Linked DNA regions of Ovis aries: region 2 is linked to region 1. Evidence: chromatin contacts called from public Hi-C data. All regions are on one chromosome and are shown on one strand. Each heading gives the region's core, a stretch centred on a gene start, on an enhancer-like site or on the middle of the called end of the contact. The rest is flanking DNA. Distances are from core to core; before and after follow the strand shown. Region 1 holds the start of RAB32 (RAB32, member RAS oncogene family). Region 2 overlaps ADGB (androglobin).

Region 1 (7,445 bases), core at 4,285-6,784:
GCAAGAATAGTGGAGTGGGTTGCCATTTTGGAAGGTCAGAATACCATATACATAGAGCTGAAATTCCTAAGATATATTTGAAAATAACACTGCACCTCTGGAATAATGCATGGCATACAAGTTTAATCTGTGAGATCACAGAGTAGTCCAGACAAACAGCTGTAATTATTGCCTTGTTTTCCAGGATGTGCTCTATACCAAATACCAGTAAAATAGCTTCATTAACTTCAGAGAAGTCCACAGTTTGGAGAGTCTTTCCAAATGTACAAAAAGAGAGAGAGAGAGAGAGATGCAGCCAATCAAAAAGTGTCTGCCTTGGAAGCAGCATGCTTCATAATTAAGTATAAGAACTAGAAATTCTGGACTGATGACATAAAGAGATGGTAATGATTATAACAGATATGAAATATGAGTCATATGCTCCAAAACAGGGCTAACCAGAACATTTGCAAATTTAGACAAAAGTTTATGTCACTCTTACGTTACAAAAATCCATTCTGCTATTAGAGACATGAGACCTGTGCCATGGATTACCTGTGTTTTCTTGGTCAGCTTACCACACCTCCCTGGGTTTATACCATAGGGTCTTTAAAAGCCTTTAATCCTATTCAAACAATAGACTGATTAGGCAAATGGCTTGCAGCCAAGTCAAATTTTAGTACTTCTTATCAGAACTTGGCTCTCTGTACCTCTAATCTGAGCAACTTTTACCTTACCTGGGCTAACTGAGGCCAATTAGGAATGGTAACATATTCAAAAGAAGGAAAGGCAACAGACTCGACATTACCAGTGGAATTTTCTTCATGTCAGTTACACAAATATGCTGTTATGTTGAAATTCCTGTCTGGGCATTTGTGAAAGCACAGTCCAGACTGGAGAACCCAAAGGTGTGTCAAGGCTTATGAAATAAGCAAGATTTGAAGATGTAAAATGGGATAGTAGGCTTTGCTTGGAATTCAGCACAAAACTGAGCCAGAATAAGGCTGAAGATGACAAGAGTGTACAAGTCAGATGTAATAAAAGACTTTATTTCAATCCTTTTAAATGAATTATTAAGTAACTGACCCACAATAAGTCCTATGACAGTAACTGTAGGACTAAGAGATTACATATAACAGGGACTCATTCATCAAAGAACGGCTTCTTCATATTTAGAAAAAACTTGAACATTAATAATCCTTGACTGATAGACACTCTGAAGGTCAAGAAAGCATGAGATAATAATCCAGGCTCTTGCTCATGAAGAGCTGGAGCGTTATCAAAGAAAACAAGAAGAGACCACTAGTTATAGCAATTGGCAATATGCGAGCGAGAACAAGGAAGACAAGATCAACATTTTATTTTCAGATGGGAATCAAAAAACTTGAAACTGAATCTAAGTATGGCTCAAAAGTGAATCTAAGGATGGTTTATGTAACTTATAAGGTCTTCCAAGCATGAATTTTATGCTCTGATAAATCATATTTACATGAATTTCAGAGTACATTGTTTCTGATTTGTTCTCTGGCCCAAAGGAAGATTTTTATTAAGAAATTTTGACACTAAAAACTGAAGAGAGGTAGAATAGGCTCCCTGCCTACTCTAATGCCACTATGGCGCAAATATTATTTGAACTAAAGGCACTTGAAAAACAAGGGCAAGACAGGTACTCCAACCGCCCCTTCTTCTTCCTTAAATCAGGAGATAAAACTCCCATGTGAAAGATGTCCTCCCCATAAGAAAGGAAGGAACCGCGCTCATCACCAGAGATGATCAAACAGAGAGAATTCTGCGGAAGCGGATCTTGTTAAAATAGCTCTTATCTTCCTTTAGCATCCCACAGAGTTTGGTTATTTTTCTACAGCTGCCTTTCCTCAACCTAGTATAAAAGCATTTATAGTTTTGTACTTTTGGGGGTCCTTCCTCTCATGAGGGCTCCGGTGTCACATAAAGCTTCCCTGATAGCTCGGTTGGTAGAGAATTCGCCTGCAATGCAGGAGACCCCGGTTCGATTCCTGGGTTGGGAAGATCTGCTGGAGAAGGGGTAGGCTACCCAGGCTCTTACATTAATTTCATTCTCAGGACCAGCTGAACATTCTAAGAAGGCAGAGATAAAATTTGGCCTTCCCTATAAAAGCAAATCACTGCAATGAATGCATGCAGACTAAATTATACTAGATCTAAATGGACAAGCTTAAAAAAAAAAAAAAAAAGATTTAGCCTGGACGAGCCATTCAGCCTACTTGGAAAATTCTACAGTTGCTAATAAGCTTATAATAAGTAGTGAGCCAAATACTCATTCATCTATAATACATGTTAAAAGGAAGATCAGATACTGCATCTTAATTTAGTATATACACTTATTAAACTCTCTCTTTAAAATCTTATCAAAGACTTCAATATTTCAGTATATTTCAGTAATGTGTTGAGCAGCAGTCTCAAAGCAGATATGAAATAAAAGAAAGGAACTGCCTAACACAAAATTGTGTAAAATTGCATCTGTACTTTAAAGCTGCATTCATTTGATTTAATAAGGATTTATGAGGCCTGTATCCATGAGTCACTATGGTTCTCAATTTGAAGGTTTTAGCTTAAACTGCTTGGCTACATTTACAGAAAACATTTGGGTAATTCCTGCCTGTTACGCTTGCCAGAGCTTTCAAGTACAGAGACCTGACATAATTTCTTTACACCTTTCCCACTTCTAGAGCAGCAACAAAAGTCTAACCAGTAATAACAGCACACCTTAAGTTAGTCATGTCGAGTGGCCAGCTCCACCTACTATTTTGCAATCAAGGAATACCTCCCCCCTTTGAGAATTAAATATGATTCAACTTTGTTGCTACACAAGGCAAATATGTTTAGCCATGGGGAACTATTTGGAGTGACCTTCACTTAGCCTCCATTACATCATGACTACTGAATTCAAATGGTATGAGCCAGGATTCACTAGTAGCTGAAATATTCAAACCAAACCTTGGTTTGTTAATGACAGAGTTAATGATAAAGCTCCCTAAACCTTAAGTTAAAGCCACATTATTTTTTGCTCTTACTTTCCTTATATGCTGAAAACCTTATTTAAAAGATGAACCTTATAATTTCCAATCATCTCATAAGTTTACCTCTAATCTTGTTAATTGTTGGTGTGTACTTGCTGGATGGAATCCCTTTTGGAGATTCTGAAAGGTCTGCTTTCCTTCCTGGAAAGGCTCAAGCTTTGGATTTAGGCAAAACTGCAAGAAAATTCCACCTAGGCTGATATGTACCAGAGTCTGGTAGAGACTGAATATGTTCGCCTCCTGGTAAAATAGGTCTGGTTAAGCAGGATGAAAAAGGGGAAGAAAACTCTAAGTCATGCTTCTGCTTTCCCAAGTCTCCAAATATAAGCATTTTTCCTTGAAGCTTAAAAAAACACAATTGTGCCATAAAAAAATCTTTTATTTACCTGCAGAAGAACGCAATCACAATTTAATTGCTAAACACCACACTATTTTACATGAAGAATAAAGCAAACTCAACTATTCTCCTAGGCAGAGATTTAAAATCATCTTCATGGAAATTCACAGCTACACTGAAGATTTCCGTAGAATGATTATCACATGGTAAGGCAACCTTTAGAATCCATGACTTTGTCAAGGAGCAATACTCTTACTTATAAGCGCTCTGTGAAAAAGCAGGAAGTGTTTCAAAAGAAGCCTCTGGCTTCAAAAGATGACTTTTCAAAACTTTTCAAACGAACATTTTGTTTTCTGTAACCAAAAAGAAAGAAAGGAAAAAAAAAAAAAAAAAAAAACAAACCACAAGCTGAGCCCAAAGGCTGACTATGCCTCTTTCTTAGAGGTGACATACATCATTTATATTTTCCTATCAGAGGTAAAGAAGCCTAGTCTTAAATAAATAAGTATATATGTGATATTTCTTCAATATCATCTCATATGTAATAAGCTGTTGATGAAAAGAGCCTACCCAGCAGACAGACCTGGGTCCTTGACTCTTCACCAGTTGGGTGACCACACCTTTTACAGGCTTCAGTCATACAAGTGGAGGATTAAGGATGGTCTCTTTAACTCTGAACATGCCCCCATCTCGAAGGCAGACTGAGCTTAACACTCACAATGATTGAACAGAGTAATTCCTGGTACCACTTCCATATTTCAACTTTCCCAAAGTTACTGGCTTATTAAATGCACACATCCAACCCACCACACCAGCCAGAGTTCAAGTTTTCATACATTAGAGTAAGGAGAATCTGTACCCTCCTCAAACAGGGAAAATATGCTTCAAAATGACAACGGAAAGCAAATGCCAGGGAAATAATATATATTGGGTGTGGGGAGGCAGGAGCGGGGCTAGGTGTTGGTTCAGGGGGAGAAGAGGAGCATAACGTTTCAAGAGAAGTTTTCTCAAATCTTTGCCTGGGTGGCCTGCCCTAGGAATGCGAGCAAGGCGTACAAAGAATGGGGTTTCGCTCCCAAGGAAGCGTCTCAGACTCAAAGTGGATGATGAAAACCCTTCTGAAAAGAAACCCTGGTTTCTAGTCTTGGGGGTGTCCCTAACTAGGAGTGTAACTTTGGGTAAGTCGTTCAAACACTCTGAACCTCTGTTCTTATCTGTAAAACGGTAAAGCCAATGAGAGGAGCCAGCCCCTTCCCCTCCCTCTTTCTCGTCAAGATTTATAATTAAAAACTCGGGAAAAGCCTCCGTGGCTTTCTCACCTCTGGTCAGGTGAGAGCTCCAAAAGAGAGGGCCTCCTATCTCTTAAAAACACCAGAGCTTTCCAAAGACCGAGCTGAGGCGTCTAACCAGGGTCATTTTCTCTACGCATTTATTTATCTTGTTCTGCTTTTAAATTCTTCGATTACCAGAGCCTGTTCCACTGTGCTGATTCCCCCTGGAGTCCAACATCCCCTTCCATCTTTCCAGGTGGTTTAGCCCCTTTCTTTTAAACTTACTCCGGCAGGCAAGTTCTGGCAGAGGACAGAGAAAGAAGCAAGGAGACCGAGGGCAGCCAAGCGCCGCGTCCCCCACCCCGCGCCAGGCTTCCGACGGCGGGGAAACCCCGCGGGCGCCCCCTGCCCGGAGGCCGCCGCCCGCCCGCCTCGGGGTCCCCGCACGTCCCCGGCTCCCGCCATCCGCTTACCCGCGATGTCCCATAGCTGCAGGCGCACCAGCGTCCTGCTGTCCCAGTTGAGGACCTTGAGGGCGAAGTCCACCCCGATGGTGGCCCGGTAGTGCTGGGAGAAGAGCTGGTGGACGTAGCGCTTGATGATGCTGGTCTTGCCCACGCCGAGTTCGCCGATCACCAGCACCTTGAAGAGGTGCTCGCTGGTCTCCGGCGGCGCCGCGGCGGCGGCTGCCCCCCGGCCCGGGTCCCCGGCTCCGCCGCCCGCCATGAGCGCCCCCGACCCCGCTCCGCCGGCCGGCAGCTCTCGGCGAGCTCCGGGGCCCCGCCCGGCCGCGCCCTCCCCGCGGCGCCCCGGGTGCTCCGCCGGCCGTCGAAACTTCTCCGAGACCGGCCGCCCTTCCCGCCGCGCTGCCGCACCGCCTGACCGGTCACAGGACCCGGAACCCGCCGCCGCTGGCAGCTCGCGTGGGGCGGGGAAAGGCCGGGGGGGACTGGCCTGGAGGGGGAGGCCCGGGCCAGAGGCCGCAGCTCGCCGCCGCCTGCGCTCCGCGCGGGCCGGGCCAGAACTCGCGGCACTTCCTCTCCCCGGGCGTCCCCTCCTCGCGGCGCCGCCGAGCTCGGCCGCCCCCTGGTGGCCGCAGAGGGTAGCTGAGCGCCGACGGCGAGGGGGACCAGGCGGGTCAAGGTCAGACCACCCAGCCAGGTGGTGGAAGCCCTTAGAGCGCACGGAGGGGCGAGAAGCGGTTGTCCAGGAGGGACCCCAGCCTGGAAGGCGCGGGTCTGGGAATCGATCTCCCTACCTGGCTCTGCCCCGAGGGAGTTTAGCACGTGGAGGTGCTTGCCTTTGATTGATCGCCAGTGGTCTACTTTAGAAGTGGAAAAGAGTGGACGGATGACTCTGAACTTGACAAAGGACTGAAAACGCTTTTGTATCGATGAATCTGAGGAAGAAGACACATGGCCACGAAAACGATCTTATTTTAATTCCCCAACAAACCATGAATGTCTTAATTTTTAGTGTTTCCGTAGTAGAGACTGAGATAGATGCTAGAAATTGATTGAAAAACAGTACTGAGGGCTTTTATTTAAAAAAAAGAAAAATAGACGGCCTTACCTTGCCTGCTGTGTTTGTAAAATCGAGGGTTGTCCTCCCCCTCCCCATAATATTTAGAAACACCTGGGACTGAAATCTTCGGGTAGCTTCCTTAAGTAAACTAAAGCCTGCCACTCGGCCTGTCCTCTGACAATAACTAAAAAATGTTTTCCAGAAGGGGAGGAGGTTTAAAATTGACTTCTAAGTCAAGGTGGAATAAAATCTTCAATAGAATAGCTACTGAAAAATCATGGCTATGTCTCTAAAGATGTTTTATGGCCAGCTCGCTTAGGGCTTTTATGTTCACTCAACTGAGAGCCCTTTCAATAGTCTTCAGCTTGAGGAAAGAGAAATTTTCTCTTACTGCCTTAGTACAGTATATTGTTTCATACTTACAGATTACTGTAGATTTTTATGAGTTTCTTTTTTCTTTCACCTTCCTATGTTTCCACTGGCATTAAAAATAGAATTGTGCTAAAAAAAAAAAAAAAAAAAGGCACATGTAAATGATTTAAAATTAGAAGTGGTCCCAGCTAAAGGAAGGATAATAGCTTGGATCTGGTGGTTCTCAATCTTAAGTGAACAGGGTTTGTTAAAACAGATTACACACTAGGCCCATCTCCAAAGAGATTCTGAGTCTTGTGACTGAATAAATAAAACTCTGTTTTAAACAAGCATTTCCATTTACTGCCTAAAGGAATGGCCTCTTTAGAAAGTCACCCTGTAATACCCTCTCACATTTACTCACATTTGGTATGTACTACACTCCCCATCTGGCTTCCCTGGTGGCTCAGAGGTTAAAGCATCTGCCTCCAATGAGGGAGACCTGGGTTCGATCCCTGGGTCGGGAAGATCCCCTGGAAAAGGAAATGGCAATCCACTCCAGTATTCTTGCCTGGAGAATCCCCTGGACGGAGGAGCCTGGTAGGCTACAGTCCGCAGGGTCGCAAAGAGTCAGACACAACTGAGTGACTTCACCTTCACACTCCCCATCTGGAATATATTCTAAACCTTTACCCCACGCCAGGCTCTTCCAAAGGTTTCTCCAAGTGGTGCTAGTGGTAAAGAACCCGCCTGCCAATGCAGGAGACAGGAGAAATGGGTTTGATCCCTGTGTCAAGAAGATCCCCTTGAAAAGGGCATGGCAACCCACTCCAGTATTCTTGCCTGGAGAATCTCCAGAGACAAAGGAGCCTGGTGAGTTACAGTCCATAGGGTTGCGAAGAGTCAGACATGACTCAAGCAACT
Region 2 (6,890 bases), core at 3,472-5,971, 150 kb before region 1:
CCTGGGTTTGATTCCTGGGTCAGGAAGATCCCCTGGAGAAGGAGATGGCAACCCACTCCAGTATTCTTGCCTGGAGAATCCCATGGACAGAGAAGCCTGGTGGGCTACAGTCCATGGGGTTGCAGGAGCTGGACACGACTGAGTGACTAAGCACACATACAGAAACTAGAGAGGATTATTTCAAAGTATTAAAAATGGTTTCTCAAACTTTTAACAGGGAAAATACACTGAATGCACATGTAGTACTCTGCTATTTCTAAAACACAATGAAAATAATTTAAAAGATAAAATTGTATAAATTTATACAGACTAGTGGTGGGTGATGCTAACAATATTTTGGATGATGTAAAGTGGGTGGAGAAGAAAACAGAGTAGAGATAACTGAATATGAAGTGTTAGTGAGAAGCAAGCCCATCCAAGCCTTAAAAGCCCAGAAACAATTAGCAGGCATCTGAGAAGGAGAATACTCCAGTACTTTGGCCACCTGATGTGAAGAACTGACTCATTCAAAAGACCCTGATGCTGGGAAAGATTGAAGGCAGGAGGAGAAGGGGACACCAGAGGATGAGATGGTTGGATGGCATCACCGACTCGATGGACATGAGTTTGAGTGAACTCCAGGAGCTGGTGATGGACAGGGAGGCCTGGCCTGCTGCAGTCCATGGGGTCGCAAAGAGTTGGACGCATCTGAGTGACTTAACTGAACTGAAAAGGAGGAAATGAGATACAGGCTGAAAATAATGGGGTGGGTTGAATGTCTATATAAGGAACAGACAAGTCCCCACTTCTCCCTAATCCCTTCTGGTTTAGCATCTATCCTTCTTCAGCCTAAATAGGACATTGGAGCTTGATTTAAGTGGAGAAATTAAATGAAAAATCTCCAGATCTGGGTTCACAGACAGCGTGGGAAGCAAGAAAGGCTACTACAAAGAGAGGAGAGGAATTAAGTGAACATCCACATGATGAATTTTGAGACTCTCAGGAACTCTGCTGCTTGGCTTTAATAACTCTGGTGGATAAAAGTATGACAATCCTTACCACCACATTCCACCCCAGCAGGGAGATTAGAGAACCCTTAACCTATGAAACTGAACAGAGCTGGAGGAAAACCTCAGGGAATCTCATATTTGGAGCCAGTCCCACCCTTGAATGAAGCTCATTTATCCCCAATTATCTCAAGTTAAAGCTACTAGCTGACAAGCTCTATCCATGCCATAAAGCTTCTTCTAATCAGCAGCCCTTTAATGTCATAAACTCCTGATATGTGTCTAACAAAGTGCTACCAGGCAGTTGAGGAAAGAGCCCCATATAAAAGAAAGAAACTAATGGATGTGCCTAGAGAGATTCATAGGAACCAGAAATAATCATATGAGGAGACATTTTAAAAGTTAGTATTATCAGAAAGTTAAGAAGATAGTCATTTCTCAAATAGTAAACTTCTATAAAAATACATCAAGAACAAGGTAGAGCTCTTAGAATCTAAAAATAGGAAAGTGAAATAAATTCAACGGGAAGTTTGAATGTAAAGCTGATTTTAAAAAAAGAGACTAAAACTGAAAACAACTTTTCAAAGAAAACATAGGTGAAGAGCTTCGTGACGTTGGATTTGACACTGGTTTCTTAGATTTGACAGCAAAAACAGACAACAAAAGTAAAAAAAAAATTGGACTATGTAGAAAATCTTCTGTCATTCAAAAAGAGCTAATCAACAGTGAAAATGCAGCCTACGGAATGAGAGAAATTATTTCCAAATCGTATGTGTAATAAAGGGTTAACCTCAAGAATATACAAATAACTTCTTGTTCTCATAGTCTTCACTTTCCATGCATCTTCTCTCAGGGAGTATTAGAAGATGCATGCCATTGAAATTAAAGTATAAAGTAGGAGGACAGCATAGTTTCCAAAAACTAGAAAATGCATCAGAGGAGAGAGAGAAGAGAAAGTCCCAGGATGACAACTGCAGGTTTCTATCAGTTTGAACAAGAGCAAGAAAGCAAAGTATCCCAGGGGTGATGTTTCCAGGAAAATAGTCGGCATTGATAGAGTTATCTCACATGTTTGTGTGGTGAAGGTGTTCAGAGGGTGTTTTTTTAATGGTGTTTCTTTAAAAAAAAAAAAAAGTTGTTTGGGACAGCTTTCTAATGTGTCATAGAAAAAATAAGCAAGCGAGAAAAAAAAATGAAGCAATTAGTTGTACATAAAGTTGTATAAGAAAAAATACCTAATCCTTCCACAGCTAGAATATTTTTAAAGAACGAATATTTTTACCCCTTATCATCTTTCTTCCATTACAGCTGGAAGTAAGGATGAAGGTGGAAGAAGAAACAGGTAAATAATTAATTCCTGACTTGTGCTAAATCTTAACCTTTAGGGAACATCTGAAAACAGTCATGTTTTCCCTATCATAAAATTTATATCTATTTTAAGAGGCAAAGGTAAGGCAGTTTTGCTGTTTAAAAACATGAACCATATAAGGCTGACTAGTCTGTGATAACAAACCAGTCCTGAAATCTCAATGGCTTTAACACATGGGGTTAATGTCTCTCTCAGGTTCAGTTCATTTGGGGCGACCCGATTTAAAGGGTTCCTTTCCCAGTTCAGACATACCAATAAACCCTTGTATTGTGTAGCCCTGCCCCTGGGACACATACTTTCCTGATTACTGTGGGAGGAGCAGAGGGGTACCTGTGTGGGGTACCTGTGGGGGTACTGTGAAATAGGTACATAAGAAGCTCATTTTCAGTATTATTTATTGTGCTCAAATACATTTATATACATTTCACAGTTTAAGGGGAAAAAAAACCTTTCATTGTTAAGAACTGGGCTAATAATAAGAGTAACATAGTTACCTGAGACATAATTTTTGTCAATTGGTTTAAGTCTATCTGGCTAAAGGTTGCAGTTTCATCATTTTCAGTAAGGGAAGATAAACCAGATCCTGGAACCTGCCCTTTCTTAATAAAAGATCGTACAAAATGACTAAAAAAAAAAAAGAAAGAAAGAAAAATTTCTGTTAATCTTAACTTCTTGTTTAAAGGTACTAATAAATAAGTGCAGTTTTTATTGAGATATAAGTGACATACAACATTATTATTAGTTTCAGGCATTCAACATAACAATCAGTATTTGTATACATGGCAAAATGGTAATCAAAACTCTAAGAAATGTACATCACCACACATAGTTACAATTTCTTCCCCTTGTGATAAGAACTTTTAGGGCTTATTCTCTCAGTAATTTTCAAATATATAACACAGTATTATGAACTATGGCTTCCCTGGTCACTCAGCAGTAGAGTCCACCTGGGTCGATGCAGGAGACACGAGTTCAATCCCTAGGTTGGAAAGATCCCCTGGAGGAGGAAATGGCAACCCACTCCAATATTCTTGCCTGGGAAATCCCATGGACAGAGGAGCCTGGCAGGCTACAGTCCAAGGGGTTGCAAGAGTCAGACATGACTTAGGGACTAAAGCATCATCATTAATAACTATAGTTCCCATGCTACACATTGCATTCCCAGGACTTATTTATTTTATAACTGGAAGTTTGTATCTTTTGGTTTCCTTCACCCACTTCATCCACCCTGACCTCCTGCCTCCGGCAGCCACCAGTCTATTCTCCTGTATCTACGAGTTTGTTTATTTGCTTAGATGCCACAAAGAAGTGAGAATATATGGTATTTGTCTTCCTTGTCTGCCTAATTTCACTTGACATGATGTCCTAAAGATCTGTCTATATTGTCACAAGTAGCAAGATTTCCTTCTTTTTATAGTGATTGAATAATATCCCTTTAATGTTTTGTCAACAATAGAAAGTCCTGATTTTGTTCATTTTATCAATCTCCTTCTTCCACAACCAGTAGTATATTTTTTTTTAATTTGTGTTAAAAACATTTAATTGCTTTCTATACTACTGAAGCACTAGTCTCTGTCAGTCAGTGCAATGCTGTAAAACTTTCCTGGAACACAGTTTATTTTAAAGCTATGGTGGTCATCTTTGTTGATGATCAGAACACACAGGAATCTTACATTAGGAATTGACTTAACTGAGTATCAGAGCAATGTATCAGTGAAATAGAAGTCAAAATTTTAATTATGGGTGTGTGATATTTATAGTAGCTAGCCAAGTACACTGTATTTTCTTTCAGGTTATTACTGACATGACCCTCAAATCAACACTGCCAAAGCTAGAAGTTTATGGGTACAATATGATAGCATCACTGATTCAATGAACATGAACTTGGGCAAACTCTGGGAGATGGTGAGGGACAGGGAGACCGGGTGTGCTGCACTCCATGAGGCTGCAGAGTTGCACACGACTTAGCAACTGGACGATAACAACAGAAATAGATTTGTTATAGTACAAATATTTTAAGTATGTGTGTTTCAAAGGTAAAATTAATTTTCATGTATATAGAACTTCCTTTACTTTTGGATTTTTCCTTGCTGCTGCTGCTGCTGCTAAGTCGCTTCAGTAGTGTCCGACTCTGTGTGACCCCATAGATGGCAGCCTACCAGGCTCCTCTGTCCCTGGGATTCTCCAGGCAAGAATACTGGAGTGGGTTGCCATTGCCTTCTGTTTGGTAAAACTTGCTTTACCTCGTTTTAGCTTTTGTCTCAGATTTACCTGAAACTGCCACTAGAGGGTAGCACAAACACTTGTGAAGCTCTGATTCTTGCAGACACGGCCAGGAGCCAGGAACAGGCGAACCAGGCATATGGTTGCTACAACGACAATGTTTCAAGGAAAAGGAATTGTGTAGCAGTCACACTCCAGGGCTCATCAAAAACAAACCAACCGACCAGCTTTCTTTTATGCCGACCTGAGAACTCTGACTATCTAGCAGTCAGGTAGGATGAAATGCCATTCACACATGTTTTTGCTTTTGTCTAGGCCAGTTACAATGGATATACAAGGAAATCCCTAACAGGTTCAAGCAGTGAATATGTTAACTGAATCCAATCAAGTGTTGAAGTCACCTAGACCCAGGTTACAGAATTTCATCCACCTTAATTAGGTAAAAAAAAACTGAAAGGAGGAATAAGAAAATCAAGTAAGGGAGTCACATGGGAAGTTCAGGCTGTGAAACCAACCGTTTGTGGTCCCTCTTAGCATAGAGATTCTAGAGGTCAGTGTGTGACACTTTGAATCCTGGAAAACTTAGTCCTGATGGTCTGCAACTCTGGTTCATACAGTCCATAAAATATTTGAGAAGTATGCAATCTCAGTGAGTTAATAGACAATCAAAAACTATTTGGAATGATAAAATTATCATAGTGGGTAACACTAACTATAAAATTAAGTAGAAAAATTACAAGGTTTACTATTTTTATGTTTAAGAAAATTCTGTCTCTACATGGTATTTTGTGTTTGCAACAGATGAAAAAATGTAGCATGTTACATAATCTAACAAATTAGGCCATAAAATATAGCTTTATATTTAATTTTAGGCTTATAATGAAGTTATGGAGGCTTCCCTGGTGGCTCAGTGGTAAAGAATCCGCCTGCAATGCAGGAGACTCAGGTTCGATCCCTGGGTTGGGAAGGTCCTCTGGAGAAGGAAATGGCTACCCACTCCAGTATTCTTGCCTGGAGAATCCCATGGACAGAGGAGCCTGGTGGGCTACAGTCCAAGGGATTGCAAAAGGTCGGATACGAATGAGAGTTATAGGTATGAGAGAATTTTTGGTTTGTAAAATCTAATAGTTCAATTCAGTCGTTCAGTTGTGTCTGACTTTTTGTGACCCCATGGACCGCAGCACACCAGGCCTCCCTGTCTATCACCAACTCCCGGAGTTTACCCAAACTCATGTCCATTAAGTCAGTGATGCCATCCAACCATCTCATTTTCTGTGGTCCCCTTCTCCTCCTGCCTTCATCTTTCCCAGCATCAAGGTCTTTTCAAATGAGTCAGCTCTTTGTATCAGGTGGCCAAAGGAATGGAGTTTCAGCTTCAGCATCAGTCCTCAATGAACACCCAGGACTGAGCTCCTTTAGGATGGACTGGTTGGATCTCCTTGCAGTCCAAGGGACTCTCAAGAGTCTTCTCCAACACCACGGTTCAAAAGCATCAATACTTATGCATAGGAAAAACCATGGTTCCCCAGAAACATCATTTTGATTATTTGAATTTTTAATGATGATTTATATAATTGGTAAGGGATGACCCTGGTGGTTCAGACAGTAAGGAATCTGCCTGCAATAAGGGAGACCTGGGTTCAATCCCTGGTTCGGGAAGATTTCCTGGAAAACGGAATGGCAACCCACTCCAGTATTCTTTCTTGGAGAATTCCATGAACAGAGGGGCCTGGCAGACTATAGCCCATGGGGTCGCAAAGAGTCGAATATGACTGAGTGACTAACATTTTCTCCTTTCTCGTATAATTGGTAAGAGTTTATTTATTATTCTTTTTGGCTTTTAAAGTACGTAAAGAAAAATCAAATATGCCACTGTTGTAAATGCAATTTAAAATGTTTAAATAAATTCAGCTAACTTTTAAAACTTATTTAAGATGTGTATAGAAATTAATAATTTATTTATATGATTTTTTACAGGTTAAAATGAAAGTTTGAGGAAAACTAGATTTGCAAATATATAACAGAACAAATCTTTCAAACCAAGGTAGCAGCAAATTGAATTTTCTGTGTATAAGATTCCCATGGCTAACTATGTCTGCTTTGCAGCCTAGCAGTCTCTCCTCACCCGCTTTTCACTGTTTAATCGTTGATGGCACAGAGCTGCAGTGGCCTTAAAAGTAAGATATTTCAATAATATTCCTAATATCTTCAACTTAACTAGAATCCAAAAATTGTAGATTGACTGGCTATGATGCAAACAGGCTCTGGAAGTAGGAAAGTACAATGAATAGGCTTCTGATCTAAATTCTGAC

What was found. A called contact is a pair of places that touch in the nucleus more often than the background predicts.
Region 2: a Hi-C map of blood shows a contact between it and region 1, with 9 times the contacts expected there. The contact joins the enhancer-like site here to the promoter of RAB32 in region 1. A contact is called at or near these places in 10 of 16 Hi-C or Micro-C datasets (blood, hypothalamus, liver and 5 more).

The regions. Positions count from the first base shown.
Region 1 is chr8:71,044,938-71,052,382 of ARS-UI_Ramb_v3.0, reverse strand. RAB32 (RAB32, member RAS oncogene family) reads right to left here and starts at 5,534. Exons shown (of 3, transcript XM_015097461.4): 1 at 5,120-5,534. The coding sequence starts at 5,372.
Region 2 is chr8:71,198,337-71,205,226 of ARS-UI_Ramb_v3.0, reverse strand. ADGB (androglobin) reads right to left here. Exons shown (of 35, transcript XM_060419797.1): 12 at 2,850-2,979. Among named protein-coding and RNA genes, the nearest start is that of ADGB, 86 kb to the right of the region's middle. Within about 2 kb of position 4,721, at least 3 of the 54 cell types and tissues checked have an H3K27ac peak or open chromatin away from gene starts, as enhancers often do.